Regions from separate parts of the Sus scrofa genome. Here region 1 is linked to region 2. The links are chromatin contacts, called in public HiChIP or PLAC-seq maps. All regions are on one chromosome and are shown on one strand. The core of a region is the stretch at or near the end of the contact, and the rest is flanking DNA. Distances in the headings are between cores, read along the strand shown.

Region 1 (7,505 bases), core at 4,192-6,691, 190 kb after region 2:
CTTGCACCTCCTGCAGGGAGGGCTAACCTGGACAAACGGTAAAGGAGATTCTGGCGATCAAGACATGAACCTTTTCCTCTCCTGGGGAACGGTGATTTGAACTGGCACACGCGCCCAGGATCTCAAAGCCGCATGCTGGAGGCTCAGGGGTCACATCAAGCCCATGGATGTTTTCATTTGGCTTGTATGGTGCTTTCAAAGTTCTAAATGACTTGGCCAGTGCTTAAACATCAGATTTGACATCAAAATCTGTACTCTCAGATTATGTGGCACTAGAGGAAGACCTACCACCTTGAGACCACACACCCTCACAGCCACACCCCGGGCAGTCTGAAAGGACAAGGGCAAATGTTCTCCAATCTGCCACAACTTTCGCCCATGGGACAGCCAGATTTTTCTGGGTATTTAGGTTTGCCACTCCTCCCCAAGACTCTAAAACTGTGAAACAAAACCCCACAATCTAATCTTATTAGCACTAGGTCCAAAAGCTCAGAGCAAACAAAACAAGCTTAAAGAGAAATATGAGTAGAAAACAAACTATTTTCATGGTTCTATGGTGGTAATGCCTATACGAACTAGGTCATCTTTTTAAAATGTCATTTTTGAAAATGATGTAACTTGTGTCATCCCTTTCTCCACACATTCAGTTATTAAGCTGTAACAGACTGAGTCCCTTTCAAGCAGGACATCATTAATGAGTGAATCCTAGTGCTTAGGATGAATTGCCACAGATAGATACTTTAAAGAAGGCATCAGAGGTTCAGGATATACTCATTATATATCCGCTCAAAGGACCCCCACTTACTGCTGCACAACTTTTTAAAATGTTGCCTGGATATTTTACTTGGTATAGGCTCCACTCCCCACAAAACATGGCATCAAATCAGCCAACGGAGTCTAGGAAGGGGCTTTGAATGCTACACAGCCTCTGGACAGATACGCAGACAACCACACCTCTGCTGCCACCACCCCGGATATTGCTTACCCATCGCACTGAGATAATGGTTGAAGGCTTGGCAAGGAGGACTTGGGGTTTGTGTTGATTTGTCACAACTCATGGGTGCTGGGCTCCTGTCTGTGTCAAAAGAGAAATACCCACTGGAGGATCGAGACAGCAGGGAGGATCTTCTCACGAAGATGAAAAGCGGGGATCTGGTAGCAAAGGGGCCAGGGCTGGTCGGTGGGGCCAGTGGGCCCTGGGGGCTGCCTTGGGGGCAGCGGTCCCCTTCTCCTTCCGGATTACCTTGCCGCTCTGTTTGTAGAGAGGTGGGGGCCCCAGGCCTGAGCTGAGGAGGCCTTTCCGCAGGCTGCAACTGTCCACCTTCTCTGTCACACTCAGAACTTACATCGGAAGGTTGCTTTGCCATTTGGTCTTTTTTTCTGCAAGTAAAATTAAAACTAGGATTATCTTAAGCAAAATAATAATTATAGCAAATACGTGAATGAGCAAACTTTCACCTATTCGTTAAAAATCCTCAGCATTAATACCAAATACTTTAACATGAAGTCAACATTTAAAGAGAAACAGTTCTCAATACTATCTTCCAAATAAGGATAAAAATACACCTAAATAACAAAGGTATCATTATCTTTGTTGGGGAGTTGAGAGAAGACTAAACTTCTTGCCGCCAAACAAAACACAGCAACAATGTCAATTACTTGTGGAATTGATGCTCTAACACACACACACGTTTTAGGACAGGCCGCTTGTTTGAGGTCTGTTCACATGTGCTCTTTGCTCAGGGCCGACTAGAGTAAGTCAGAAACTCCCAGCAGGCTCTGATTTCCCGGGATCAGATACAGCGCTGGAGCCCAGGAGCGGGCGCAGATGCAGCGATTGCAGGCGGCTGGCTGCGTTCCCCGCTCCGGCCCCATTGTTCTGCCCAAAAGTGCTGAGGACAGCAAGTCTGAGGAAGGTTTGGCAAGGGCCGTCAGTCGTAGTAAGTGCGTCACAATAGAGTTTGTAACTCAGCGCCGAACTGTTGGGCTCCTGAGCTCTCCGTCCGCGGTCCCTCCCGCTCCCGGCCCGTGCGCCCCTCCTCCTGCGGGGAAGGGGGAGGGCAGCGCGCCGCGCTGAACCCGACAGAACTTCTCCGAAATACACTCACACTGTTAGGTGCACACCTACAAACGGGAGGGGGGGGGTCCCCGAAAGCGTTCCCGGGCGCCCCCTGCAAAGTCCACAAGTAACTCCACCCGCCAGGCGGCATCGGGGCGCGCGGGTCCCGCACCCCAAAGACCCTCCCTTCCCAAGGCAGTCAGGCCAAAACTCACGTCCGCCCCTTCCCTTCGGAGCGTCGTGTCCGGGCCCGGGCTCCTCGGCGCGCGGTCCGCGCCCTACGCCGGTTCGGAACCCCCCGACCGTCACCACGAAGGCAGCGCGGGAGACAAAGCCCAGGACTCGCGCTGGGAGACGCCGGGACCGCGCAAAGCTTGCAACTCGCCGCTCTCCCGCCACCGCGCTCCACCGGGCAGCCGAGGGCTCCACGCGCCGCGCCTCTTGCCCGCGCTGCCCCGGCCGCCGCTGCCGCCGGGAACATCCTCCGCCTCCTCCCGCTCCTCCCCTTGCGCACTGCGCCCGCCGCCGCCGGCACCGCCGACCTCCCCGCGCCGCCGGCTCCGGGTGCCCGCGCTCCCAATTGGCCCTCGCGCGGTCGCTCCGCGCTGCAGCCAATCGTCGGCAGCGGTGGGGGCGGCGCCTACCCGACAGGCCGCCAAAGGCGAGGCGATTGTTGACAAACTCGCCGCCCGATCGCGGCTCGGGCAGTGGCCGAGGCGGGAGCCTCCGTGGAGGTTTCCGGGGCCTCAGGGCCAGAGGTTGCCCCGGCTGTCCCGCCCCCCACCCCCACCCCCGGCCGTCCACGCGCCGGGCGCCTCCGCTGTTCCCGCCGCCCCCAAATAGCCGGTCGAGCCGCATGGCGGTCCCCAGCCGCTGACCCTCACCGGGGCCTGTTCGGATGGGGACACTAAGGGCCAGCCCCCTCCTCAGCAGCACCACCCATAGTCCTCCAACTTCCTCCCTCTTTCTCCGCTTGCACCGAGGGACACGCACCAAATCTGAGCGGCCACCACTGGCCACGGACGCGCTTATCCGCGCGCACCCGTGACCGCCGCAGCCGAGGAACACTTTCGGCCCCGAGCCAGGCGTCCGGCGGGCCTTTCACTACCTGCGCCAACCCCGAGTAACAGGTCCCCGAGGGCAAGGCACCGCCAGCCAACACTGCGAATAGGTTGGGCTGCGCTCAGGCACGCCTGAGTCTTTAAGACGGCCCGGCTCTCGGACAGAGCAGGTTCTATCGCCTGCGGCTCCTCCACTGCTTGGACCCGGCGGTCGGAGGAGGCCCTTGGTCTCTCGCCGTCTGTGGATTGTGTGTCTGGCATCATCCGCAGGGCGCCCGCAGACGGGGCAGGGACCCCAGACACATCTGAGAAGGTGAACGCAGCGGTTGCCCGAAACGTCGGCCTGAATGAGTAAAAGGAAAAGCCGAGTCTCCTCAGTTTAAACACCGTCACCTTTCCATAAATCCTTCACCACGGGCCCGCCCCAGAGAAAAGCATAGACGCAAGACCGGCTCATACTTCGCGGCCGCTAGTCCGGGGCCGCTGGGGCTGGAGGGTGGCGAGACTTCAAGGCCGGGTGCGCAGCCCAGTCCAGGGCGGCGGCCCCAGCTCCCCGGCCAGCGCGGAGAACAAGCGCTGCCTCTCCCAGCGGGCCTGAGACACTTCACCACCCCCTCTTGCAGCATCCCCGCGGAGCCGCACTTGACCTAAGGGCTCACAGGCTTTGCGCGGACGCCGCCCCCCCTCCCCCGCGCCCCCCAAGCAGACCTGCCCAAGTGAACCCAACACGTACAGATCGCCGCCTCCCGCTGGAGGATGAGCGGGACGGGTACGCGCCTCTCCGCCTGCACGTGCGCGGGAAGCGGGCTGGAGGTGGCGCCGTGCTGGCTCCACCGCCAATCTTCCATCAGTACCTGGCCTGCTATCCAGGATTCGGAAGTATTTATTTACCTTGCGTTTCTCAGTCCGAGAGTCAGAGTCAGACATTGGGGGGACGAGGGCCAGGGGAAGGGCGCCGAGTGAGTGGCGGCGGCGGGAGCGGGGCGAACCCAGCAGTCTGAAGCGATGCTGGCCGCAGAGAACAGGACGCGCAGGGCGACTGTGAGAAGCCGGTGGTGGTGGCGATAGCGGTGGTGTCGGCGGCGGCGGCGGCGGCGACGTGGGACCAAACGCTCCTGCAAGCTCGAGACCTGGAGGCTGCGCGGAGCGAAGTGAAACCTGCGCAGCCCTGCAGCCCAGCTCAGGCTGGCGGCCCCGAGGCCGCGCCCAATCACCGCGTGCCCCGCCCCCGCTAAATCCCGCCCAGCGCGCGGGCTGGAAAGCCCCGCCTCCGCGCCGCTGCAGCCGCTGACGCGTGCAGGCTCTGACAGGTAAAGGCGGGGGCGTCCCCGCCGGGTTCCCCGCTGCGCGCGCCTACCGCCCTGCCCCCGCCGGGCGTGTTTACTGGAGTGACTTGGCTGCGGATGGCTCAGTGCGCACCCATCCCCCAACTCAAAGTGTAACCTCTCCTCTTCCCCAACCAGCGGTGGCCTAGGAGTGCGCGTGGAACAGAGGGGGCGCTCCGAATACAGTGTAAACCAGACCCCGCCGCTGCCGCCCGCGGAAAGCCTCAGGAGCCCCGAGAGCCCTGGCTCTATATCGGGAGTTTCTCAGCTGCCCTGGGACAGGCTCCGGGACTGGGTTGGTCCAAGGATGAGCTGGGGCAGGGGGAGGGGGGGGCGTCTCTTAGCTCTCCTCCCTTCCATAAGTACGGACTCAGGGCGGGAGCCCCATCTGCAGGCTGCTCGTCTTCCTCGCCCTTGCCTCACCGGGTACTCCTAGGCGCCTTCCCTAAGCTACCCCAAGGGGCACCTAGCTTTTCTCTCGCAGGAAACCACCAGTAAGAAGCAAAGCCAGAGAGCTGAGAAAAGGGTCAGGAGCGATTCCCCAGAGATGTTTTTTTAGGCAACCCGGGTGCGAGGTGGGATGTGAGTGAGCGCAGAGCTGGTAAAATAGGGAAATGAGAAAAGATTTCGGGGGGAAAATCCTTTTAAGAAAAAAAAAAAAAAAAAAAAAAAAGAAAAGGATCGAGAAGAGTCCTGGCCTTCCGATGCAAAAGACGAAGGTACCTCAGATGGTTGCCTCGAGATTTGTTGGGCTCTCAAAGAACTGCCCTGAAACCGTCTCTGAACGTGCTAAGGCCAGAGAAGGCAGCGCAGAGGGCCGTGGGCTGGCGGGCGGCTCATGGAGAGCGGTAGGGAGAGCGCAATACCTCCCCTCCTCCCTGCACGCCTCCGTCCCACTAGTCTTTGGCGTCAGCGGCCCCAGTCCCGCTCCTTCCCTGGGAAACCAAACTCGGTAAACGCCTCCGTCCTCCTCTGGGTCGTCACCCTTATCTGCCATTTCAATGCGCATCCTGCATCCTTTCCTCTGCCCCTCCCTAAGTCGCCCTGTTTTCCCGACACCCACGGTAGAGGAATGGGGGGAAGTCTGTTGGAGAGACCAGGCTAGATGGATTAGAGCCTGTTTAGGGGCCTCTAACTCACACCTCGGAAGGGTCAGTCAATGCAAAGAAGCAAGTCCCACTGTCTGGCTACTTCGGTCAAATTTTATGTTTTGTAAGCAGATGTCAGCGTGATAGAACAGTCCCTAGATTAAAGTCTTCTCAGCGCATCCTCCCAAGAGTCCTTAGTGAAGTAAAAGAGAACCAGGGTTCCTGGAGGGATTTGAAGACGCTAGCCAGGCTCCCCCTGGGGATTTCGCTGTAGAAGGGAAAGGACGCGGGTGTAGTCGCGGCTAAGTGGACACAGAAGGGAGAGGTCTACAGAGCTTGGGGCTCTGGTCAGCGGTCTAGGTAGTGGCCGCAGGCGAACTCTGTGCCTTAACCGCCTGGAGTGGTACCTGGGGAGAAAAGAGACCAACCTGCTGTGCCCTGCTGGGAGCCCCAAATCTGCCACGCGCCAGACTGCTCCATGCTCTCCGTGGCGTTGAACCGCGCAGACAAGGGCCGGAAAAGAACCACACAGAAGAAACCCTGACGGTTGTCTTCTGCTTCTGTGCAGCTCCGCCGCCCCCGCGTCGTCTGCTCTAGTGACCCAGCAAACACTTTAAAAAACAAAGGAGTGGGGGGAAGCTGCCGTCTAAATGCTCTTATTTGGGACACAACCAGGAGGTCGGCTCGGAGGCGGCTGTTCGTGCAACCCAGACTGTGCGGAGGAGCATCGGCCAAGAGCCCAGAGTCGGGCGACCGCAAGCCCTTCCCGCCCTCTTCCGCAACCTCAAGAAGGGGCAGCGTAAGAAGGGGCCGGTAAATAGTAGGTCTCCGCTTCGGTCCTGGAGGTCGTCGCCCTTGTGGACACTAGCAGAGCAGAGTCCCCTTCAGCCTCCTCCACGAGATGTGAGGGAGAACGGAGGATGGCTTGGACTGAAAAGGGAGAATGAAGTCGGGCGACATCTACGGCCTTCGCTGGAACCACAGGCGTCGCCGGCATGGGCTCTCCAAGTTCGGAAGACAACTTAAGGCAGTGTAGTCCCCATCCTCTGCAAGCAGCGGCAGCGCCTTACCAACAATTACTTTCTTTATTAAGCTTTGTCTATATTTATGATCTCCTCAAAAGTAGGTTACACTTTCATTTGGTAAAAATGTTTTCCACGCCTGCGGTCCATCAGGAAGCTGTCTGCCTGGGAGGACGAGCCCTAGGTCGTGATTTGCCCAGAGCAAAACTCCAGGCTCACACTCCTCTTGCCCTGATCTTGTGTTCCCAAGGGGGTCTGATTTACTGGAAGAGCATCGTTTGCTGAACTGAACCTTTGCCCGAGGGTGTTTGATTTTTATGCTTTTATTCTTTTTTTCTACCCAGCACCACAGTCTTTACAAATCACTGGGAATCTGAGTCACCACTGACAACCGGAGACCTTTGGTGGCAACCAGCTCTAGAGCGCGCTCAAAGGGGAGCCCACTCAGCCTAGGGGTATCTGCTGCTGAAGGCGGCAGAGGTCGTGGCCAGGCCAGTAGAGGTTACTGGGAGCGGATAAAATGCTGCACTCCCGGGGCTGCTGCCTGGCTCCCTTTCCCAACAGCCGCAGTGCGCTTCGCCAGCTTCTGCGGGATCCCCTCTCCACGACCAAAGTCCCTGAGCGCCGCGGCGCAGCGCATGCCAGCTGGCCTCGGGCCCCAGCTTCCAGGCGTCTGAGAAGCGTAGTGGCAGCTGCGGGCGCGCCACCACCCTTCCCGCCACATCCGCTATAACTTGGCTCCCAGCTTGGGCCGCGGAGACCGCGCTCCTTCCCGGGCCAGGAGATGCGGAGGTGCTGGGTAGAAGGCCCAGGCAGCCATCGGGTTGGGGATTCCAGCGATTGGTGCGTGGAGGGAGGTGTGCGGGATGTTAAAGGCGGAGATCACCCTCAGGGCATCATCCTTCACCGAGTCGCACAAATCGAGCAACTGCAAAACACGACACAAAGAG
Region 2 (7,019 bases), core at 3,789-6,288:
TTTAACTCTCTGATTAGAAGGAATACTCTTGGCTTAAGCCTCACTCATTTTGAAATCCTGACATTCGCGAAGAAAATCACTCAAGCTCTCTTGTTACTTCCTGTGCTTAATTAAGTGGCTCTGCAGGTGACTCAAGCCTTTTATTTTTCAGAATGACATCAGACTTATTTTCCATTTTAATAGCCCGGTTACTTCATTGATTTTTTTTTAAATCCGATTTCACTTTCTAGTGCAATTTTTTTTATCTGTTAGGTTCCTGCCCCCCTCCATCCCAGGAAATACTAACTCCCTTAGTGGCTAAACTCCAGTTGTTACAAATGCCTCCAGTTTTGTTTTGTTTTGTTGTTTTTTTGGAGCCCGGGGTCCAACATCAGAATTTGAAGAAGAAATTAGAGGTATAATTTGAGGAAGGGCTTACAGGTGTAATTCTTATTTGCTAACTACCTAATTTCACAAAGCGTTGGGGCTATGAATGTAATTCACTCTCTGCAGCTATCCCTAAGAGGGGACTCTTAGTCTTGGAGCTGGCATCTGAGTCCTTGGAAGAAGCCACATCTGGGGAGTCCCACTGTGGCTCAACGGTAAAGAACCCAACAAGTACCCATGAAGATGCGGGTTTGATCCCCAGCCTCACTCAGTGGGTTAAGGATCTAGAATTGCTCTGAGCTGTGGTGTAGATCGCAGACGCGGCTTGGATCTGGTGTGGCTGTGGCTGTGGTGTAGGCTGGTGGCTACAGCTCTGATTCACCCCTAGCTTGGGAACCTCCATATGCCTCAGGCGCAGCCCTAAAAAGACCAAAAAAAAAAAAAAAAAAAAAAAGAAGAAGAAGAAGAAGAAGCAGCAGCAGCCACATCTGGCTCTCAGAGCCCTTCGTGCCCACAGGACCCTCTCCACTCTTGTCACTTGCCCTTCTCTGTTGGAAGAAGAGGATTTCAAACTCAGACACTTGACTGCAGCTTCTTCAATATTTATCAGGCGGCCATGTGATATTTACGAATCTGGAGGTGAAGTGTCATTGCTGTTGGGCAAACTCTGTAGTTTGATGGAGACATGAGAATTACACAGAATTATAACACAGTTTGGACTGAGGGCCTTATAAAAAAGCAGGTACCCAAGGTTTTTCAGGGCACAGGGCATTCATTGTTTAACTTCTCTTTGGGGTTTTGCTTGTTTGATGCTTGGGTGAGCTGGGGGGGGATTTCATTTTCTGCCTGTGCTGAGGGGTTTTCCTCCTCTGAATCTTCACGCCCTGCTTCAGTTTCCCAAAAGGAGCCATTCTGGGGAGAGCAGGGAGTGGTTGCTCCTGGCCCTGCTCATTCGTCAGTGGTTGTGTGAGGGACAGATGCAGAGACCGGCTCACTGCTTCCTCCCAATAGGAAGAGATCTGGATGCGAGAAGGTGAATTTTGTACTGCCGGAAGCTCTTCCTCCCCAAGACTCAGTCACAGCTAGAGAACGTCCCAGGCAGGGCTCAGCTCCCTGCAGGATTTATCTTCTTTTTTTTTTTTTTTTTTCTTTTCTTTTTGTTTTTTTCTCTAAGAAATTTAGTGTATCAAAACTATGGAGATTTTAGATAATGTCAAAGAGATGTACAGATTTTATTTTTAAGAACTGGGACAAGAAGTTACGAGTAAAACTAATGTCATCTCGCTCTTTGTCAAGTCCTTCCTGAATGTTTTGACCTCATGCATTAATGAGTACCAGTCCATATTTATGACAAAGTGTACAAAAAGAATTCTTAACTCTACAGACTTTGCTTTAAGAATATAAAATATGTGAATTTCTCCATCATGTTTGCCTCTTAAGAGCAAGAATATTTGTTTGTTTATTAGTTTTTAGGACTGCACCTGCGGCATATGGAAGTTCCTAGGCTAGGGGTCGAATCAGAGCTGCAGCTGCTGCTGCTGGCCGACATCACAGCCACAGCAATGCGGGATCAGAGCCTTGTCTGTGACCTACATCACAGCTCACAGCAACGCCAGATCCTTAAACCACTGAGCAAGGCCAGGGATTGAACCTGCATCCCCATAGATGCTAGTTGGGCTCCTTACCACTGAGTCATGACGGTAACTCCAAAGAGTATTAACAGAAGTTCGCTATGCTAGTGGTTCCTCTGGTACTTGTGCAGGTCTCTGGGGCTGCAAGTGCATCTTCCAGCACATGTTGCCAAACTCAACATGTCGGGATGTGAATGACACATTTTTTTTTTTTCAATCCAGGAGGAGTCAAAGATATAATGCATGCAGTAGGCACTCATTCACTATGAGTTTTCTTCCTTTTTAAAAATTTGCAGGAGTTCCTGTTATTGCTCAGTGGAAACAAATCCGATGTGTATCCATGAGGATGTGGGTTCATCGATCTCCAGCCTTGCTCAGTGGGTTAAGGATCCGGCCTTGCCGTGAACTGTGGTGTAGGTTGCAGATGAGGCTCGGATCCTCTGTTGCTGTGGCTGTGGCGCAGGCTGGCAACTACACCTCTGATTTGACCCCTAGCCTGGGAACCCCCATATGCTGCAGGTGCAACCCTAGAAAACAAAAAAGTAAAACTAAAAATTTGCATAATGATAATTGGAGGAAATTGATTGGCCACACAAATGAAAGACTACACCCTCTAATGTGTCTTTTCCCCCTGAAAAGACATGCTTGCTGTCTACCTTCTTGCTCTTAGAATGTCCTGCTTCCTCCAAAGGACTGAGATTTACTAATATCCCCGTTTGAAGTAAAGCAGCAGCATGATGAAATAGATCATGGCTTTCCCTTCAAAATGTTCTTTCCAACCTACTGACTATCATCCAAACTTGTCCTAGGCACAGGGTGGGGACACACACTGATGGATGTGGTGGGTGAATGAGAGACGAGTCCAGACTTTAGGGTGTGGGTGAGATAAGAGCTCCCCAAATTGCTGTGGGCTCTCACAGCTTCCCACAACCTGGCTCCAAGCTTCCACTGGGTTAGTTCCATGTGTGATGGTCCTCCAGATTTCTCAGGTCCTCGAATCCAGAGACAAGCCCCAGCTGATGTGCCACAGAATGTCAGTCTTAACATTTGTGGATAGAACAGACTTTACTGAGTGGAGGGGTGGGTGCCGGCTCACAGAAAATATTCAATAAATATTTAGAGGAGGGAGTCATCGCTCCCAGTTAAACATTAGTGTAGACACGTTTGTCCTTCGGAGCCTTCAGTCCCCCACCCCTAAGGATCTTACTCTTCACCCTGCGTTACAGCCCTCCCACCCCTGCTAATAACCAGGGCAACCTGGGTTTACTCCTCATCCTCTCCATTACCCCCTCCCCTCTCCTAGTCCCGCCCACCAGGACTGGTGCGCTCAACCATGCCTTTGCTCCACCCCAGATCCTCTGGGGAGGTGGTAGTTCTGCCCCATATCCTTGTCCCCAGGAGATGGGGAGGATGGAGGAGAGGCAGGAGGGGATGGGAGAGGGGGTTTTCTCAGGACATGAGCTGCCTCACCCTGTCCCCTTGGGCCTCATGCCCGGGTTTCCCTGCCAGAGTTGATGTTTTGGCAGAACGGGCTGCCTCTTGGCCCAGTTCCCGGGACACTAGGTAAACAGGTTGTTATCAGGGATATTGAGGCCGGCCTCTGATGCAGACGCTCTGCCTCATCTGACCTTCTGCTAGGGCTTCTGCCTCCTGGGGCCTCATGGCCCTTTCTTCACACGGCTGGGCTTGTGCTGGCTCCTCACTTTCTCAGAACTGAACATGTTGTTTAGAGACCATACGGCGTAAGTTGTACAACTTAGAAAGAAAAGCAAGAAAGGCTGACATAGAAGGCAGGAGGGTCATTACCTCCAGTGGTGGGAAGGAGGAAGAAGCTGTGTGGGGGACCACAGGACTCCTCTGTAAGATGCTGTCATTTCTTTTCTTTTTCTAAACCATTTAAAAAAATTGAAGGATAGGGTCATTTACAACGTTGTGTTTCAGGTGTCCAGCAAAACGATTCAATTCTACGTATACTTATGTCCATTCTTTTTCAGATTCTTTTCCATTGTAGTTCATTATAAGATACTGAATATAGTTCCCTGGGCTATAGGTCCTTGTTGTTTATCTCATTTATATATAGTGGTGGGTATCTGCTAACCCTAAACTCCCAGTTTATCCCCACTCCTACCCCCTTTCCCCTTTGGTAACCATAGGTTTGTTTTCTGTGCCTGTGAGTCTATTTCTCTTTTGTAAATAAGTTCATTTATATCTTTTTTTTTTTTTTTTTTTTTTTTTTTTTTGTGCCACATCTGTGCCTTATGCCACAGCTGCAGCTGCTGGCCATAGCCATAGCCACAGCAACTCAGGATCCAAGCTGAGTCTGCAACCTACACCACAGCTGATGGCAATGCTGGATTGTTAACCCACTGAGTGAAGCCAGGGATCAAACCCGCATCCTCATGGATACTAATCAATTTCGTTACCTCTGAGCCACAATGGGGATTCCTCATTTATATCAATTTTTAAGATTTCACATATGAGTAATAGCATATGGTATTTGCCTTTCTCTGTCTGACTTAACTTCACTTAGTATAAGCTCTAGGCCCATCCATGTTGCTGCAGGTGGCATGATTTCATTCTTTTTTATGGCTGACTAGTATTCCAGTGTATGTCCGTGTGTGTGTGTGTGTGTGTGTGTGTGTGTGTGTGTGTGTCTGTATGTATAAATATATGAGACACATTTTCTTTTCCATTCCTCTGTTGATGGACACTTAGATTGCTTTCGTGTCTTGGGTATTGTAAATCGTGCTGCTATGAACGCTGGGGTGAAAATGCTGTAGTTTTTTTTTTTATCCTTGAGTATAGATCCTCAAGGCTTTATTTTATGATGATGCTTTAAATGGCTCACATGTGTTTTATGCACTCTTCTGTTTGTGAGATACATTTCACAACACATCCGCGTGATACATTTCACAATAAACATGGCTTTTAAGGGGCACTCCTGCCACAACTACCTCCCCTGCCATCTCTCCAAGGCCAGACAGGACCCACATCTGCCACTGTTGTCACCCTCCCTGCCTTCCACACTGACCCCTAGCCACATCCTGTCCTGGCCACTGTCACATGGCAGCTTTCTAGTCACCCCACTGTCTTCTCCCCTCCCCACCAGTTCAGCACAATACGGAAATTATAAAAAAGGAGGTGTCGGTCGCAGAGACCTCCACTTCCCATTGGAATTCACCTCCACCCTGGTTCCCTCCCAGGCTGGTGAGTCTGTTGAGGAAGGCGTTGACACTTTCTAGAGCCCGCAGGGGGACGAGGGACCCATCCAGGAAGAACCTGAAGTTTGGAATCAGGCAGCTCCACCCCTAGTGGGTGGCACACAGTACACATGACTCTAATTCCTCCCCCCCACCTCCCCCAGGCATCTTAAAGCTCCGCCAGGACCCAGACCCCTGCTGTTCTTGCACCTGACCTTCCAAGTCACCCACTGCACACCATTCCCTGCTCAGGAGCTCCCTGGCCTTGCCTTTGCCCTGCCTGTGAACTCCGTGACCTTTCCTTGACAGTTGTGGAGTCTTTCTGCAAACTGATCAATACCAAGGGAAAATCTTAGTGAATGATAACCCAAACCACCACCTCCAGCTTCTCGGGACTGGGGCCAAGACCCTCTCATGGCCCTTTGGACCCTAAAGCTGCTATTGATCCCACTGACCAGACAAGCGCTTCCCCTTTGAAGTGTGTGTCTACCAGGTGGACGTATTGAACCAAAACCAACGTGTGGATGAGTGTGATGGGGACACCAATATTTGTTGGTTGCCGCCAATGCTTAGCTTGGCAAAGGTGGGAGGACCTTTGAACTGGAAAAACTCGCCTATGTGTCTGCAGATCCTTAAGGAGGATCCATATGCAGTTAGGATGGGGTAGGAGCCAGGCTCAGACTTGCTCTCCCAAACCATCCCGTTCCATCCATGGGATACAGCCCAGAGTGGATGCCTCAGATGGGCTACATACACACCCTCCTTGCCTTGGCCCCTGACCCTGTGTACTCTTGGGCAAGTTGAGTAGCCTGTCTGAGCCTTCATTTCTCTGCTTCACAAGATTGATGAGGCTTAAACAAGACTGTTGAGGTCACCCACCAACCCAGGTCGTGGCACTTCGCTGGTTGCCAGGCTGTGCCAGTCTCTTCCTCCCTCTTTCTTTCCTCTGTGCTCCAAGGGGCACTTACCTCTCTGTGTGAAGGAATATTAGGTTACTCTGAGGCAGCCAGGATTGGCCAGCATCTCCCCTGTTCCCAGAAGCCAGTAGTCCCTGGCACAAAGCCCATTCTAGTCCCCAGTCAGGGGACTCCCCTGTCCTCAGAAGCCCTACCCCAGGAAAATATGCTACCCACCATCCTGGCCTCATGCAAAGAGCCCAAACTGAGGTCTGAAACCACAGCAGCCAGGAGAGCCAGGGGGCCACCCACCCTGAACCTTCATTGTGCAGAGGCAGAAAGAGACCAGAAAGGGCAGCAGATCTGCCCAGGGTTGCCCAGCTTGTCAGCGTCAGGACCCAGGATAGAATCCACAGAGCTTGATCTTTTTGCCTCTGCCCTGTGCTTTCCTTCCAAATATCCTTACGGTTGGTTTTTGCTCCCTTCCCTTGGGAAGTTATTTCCCTATGGAAGCAATGAATGTCTTCATAGGAATCTCTGAAGACAAGCCAGGTAAATTTTATTTTATTTAATTAATTAATTAATTAATTAATTTTTAGCCTTTCATGGCATTGACATTTATTGTTAATCCATATTCTCTTACAGATAAATGTAATCATCCTTATTATGCAGATATGAAGTGTACAGACCCACACATTCAGAAATGGCTTCCTTCACAACACAACATTAAGAATGTACACTCAGGAGTTCCCGTCTTGGCTCAGTGGAAACAAATCCAACTAGGAACAATAAGGTTGTGGGCTTGATCCCTGGCCTCGTTCAGTGGGCCAAGGGTCCGGTGCTGCCACAAGCTGTAGTGTAGGTCGAAGATGAGGCTCAGATCTGGCGTTGCTGTGGCTCTGGTGCAGGCCCATAGCCACAGCTCC

What was found. HiChIP or PLAC-seq counts read pairs in DNA pulled down with a chosen protein or histone mark.
Region 1: a contact with region 2 is called in an H3K27ac HiChIP or PLAC-seq map of alveolar macrophages. The contact joins the promoter of LOC110260116 here to the enhancer-like site in region 2. A contact is called at or near these places in 3 of 5 promoter capture datasets (fetal liver and liver), 4 of 47 Hi-C or Micro-C datasets (embryonic fibroblasts, fibroblasts, heart right ventricle and 1 more) and 1 of 2 datasets of contacts at active chromatin or transcription factors (alveolar macrophages).

Annotation. Positions count from the first base shown.
Region 1 is chr3:45,196,914-45,204,418 of Sscrofa11.1, forward strand. LOC110260116 reads right to left here and starts at 5,442. Exons shown (of 3, transcript XM_021088387.1): 1 at 5,343-5,442; 2 at 4,012-4,708; 3 at 3,053-3,463. The coding sequence starts at 5,442. The coding sequence ends at 3,088. It overlaps ACOXL (acyl-coenzyme A oxidase-like protein), which reads right to left. Exons shown (of 19, transcript XM_021087042.1): 19 at 5,962-7,483. The coding sequence ends at 7,283. BCL2L11 (BCL2 like 11) reads right to left here and starts at 1,367. Exons shown (of 2, transcript NM_001252194.1): 1 at 986-1,367. The coding sequence starts at 1,367.
Region 2 is chr3:45,007,918-45,014,936 of Sscrofa11.1, forward strand. All of the region lies in intron 4 of LOC106509733 (a long non-coding RNA gene), which reads left to right. Among named protein-coding and RNA genes, the nearest start is that of BCL2L11, 190 kb to the right of the region's middle. Within about 2 kb of position 5,039, at least 7 of the 83 cell types and tissues checked have an H3K27ac peak or open chromatin away from gene starts, as enhancers often do. A contact at or near this core is called in alveolar macrophages, where this site is marked.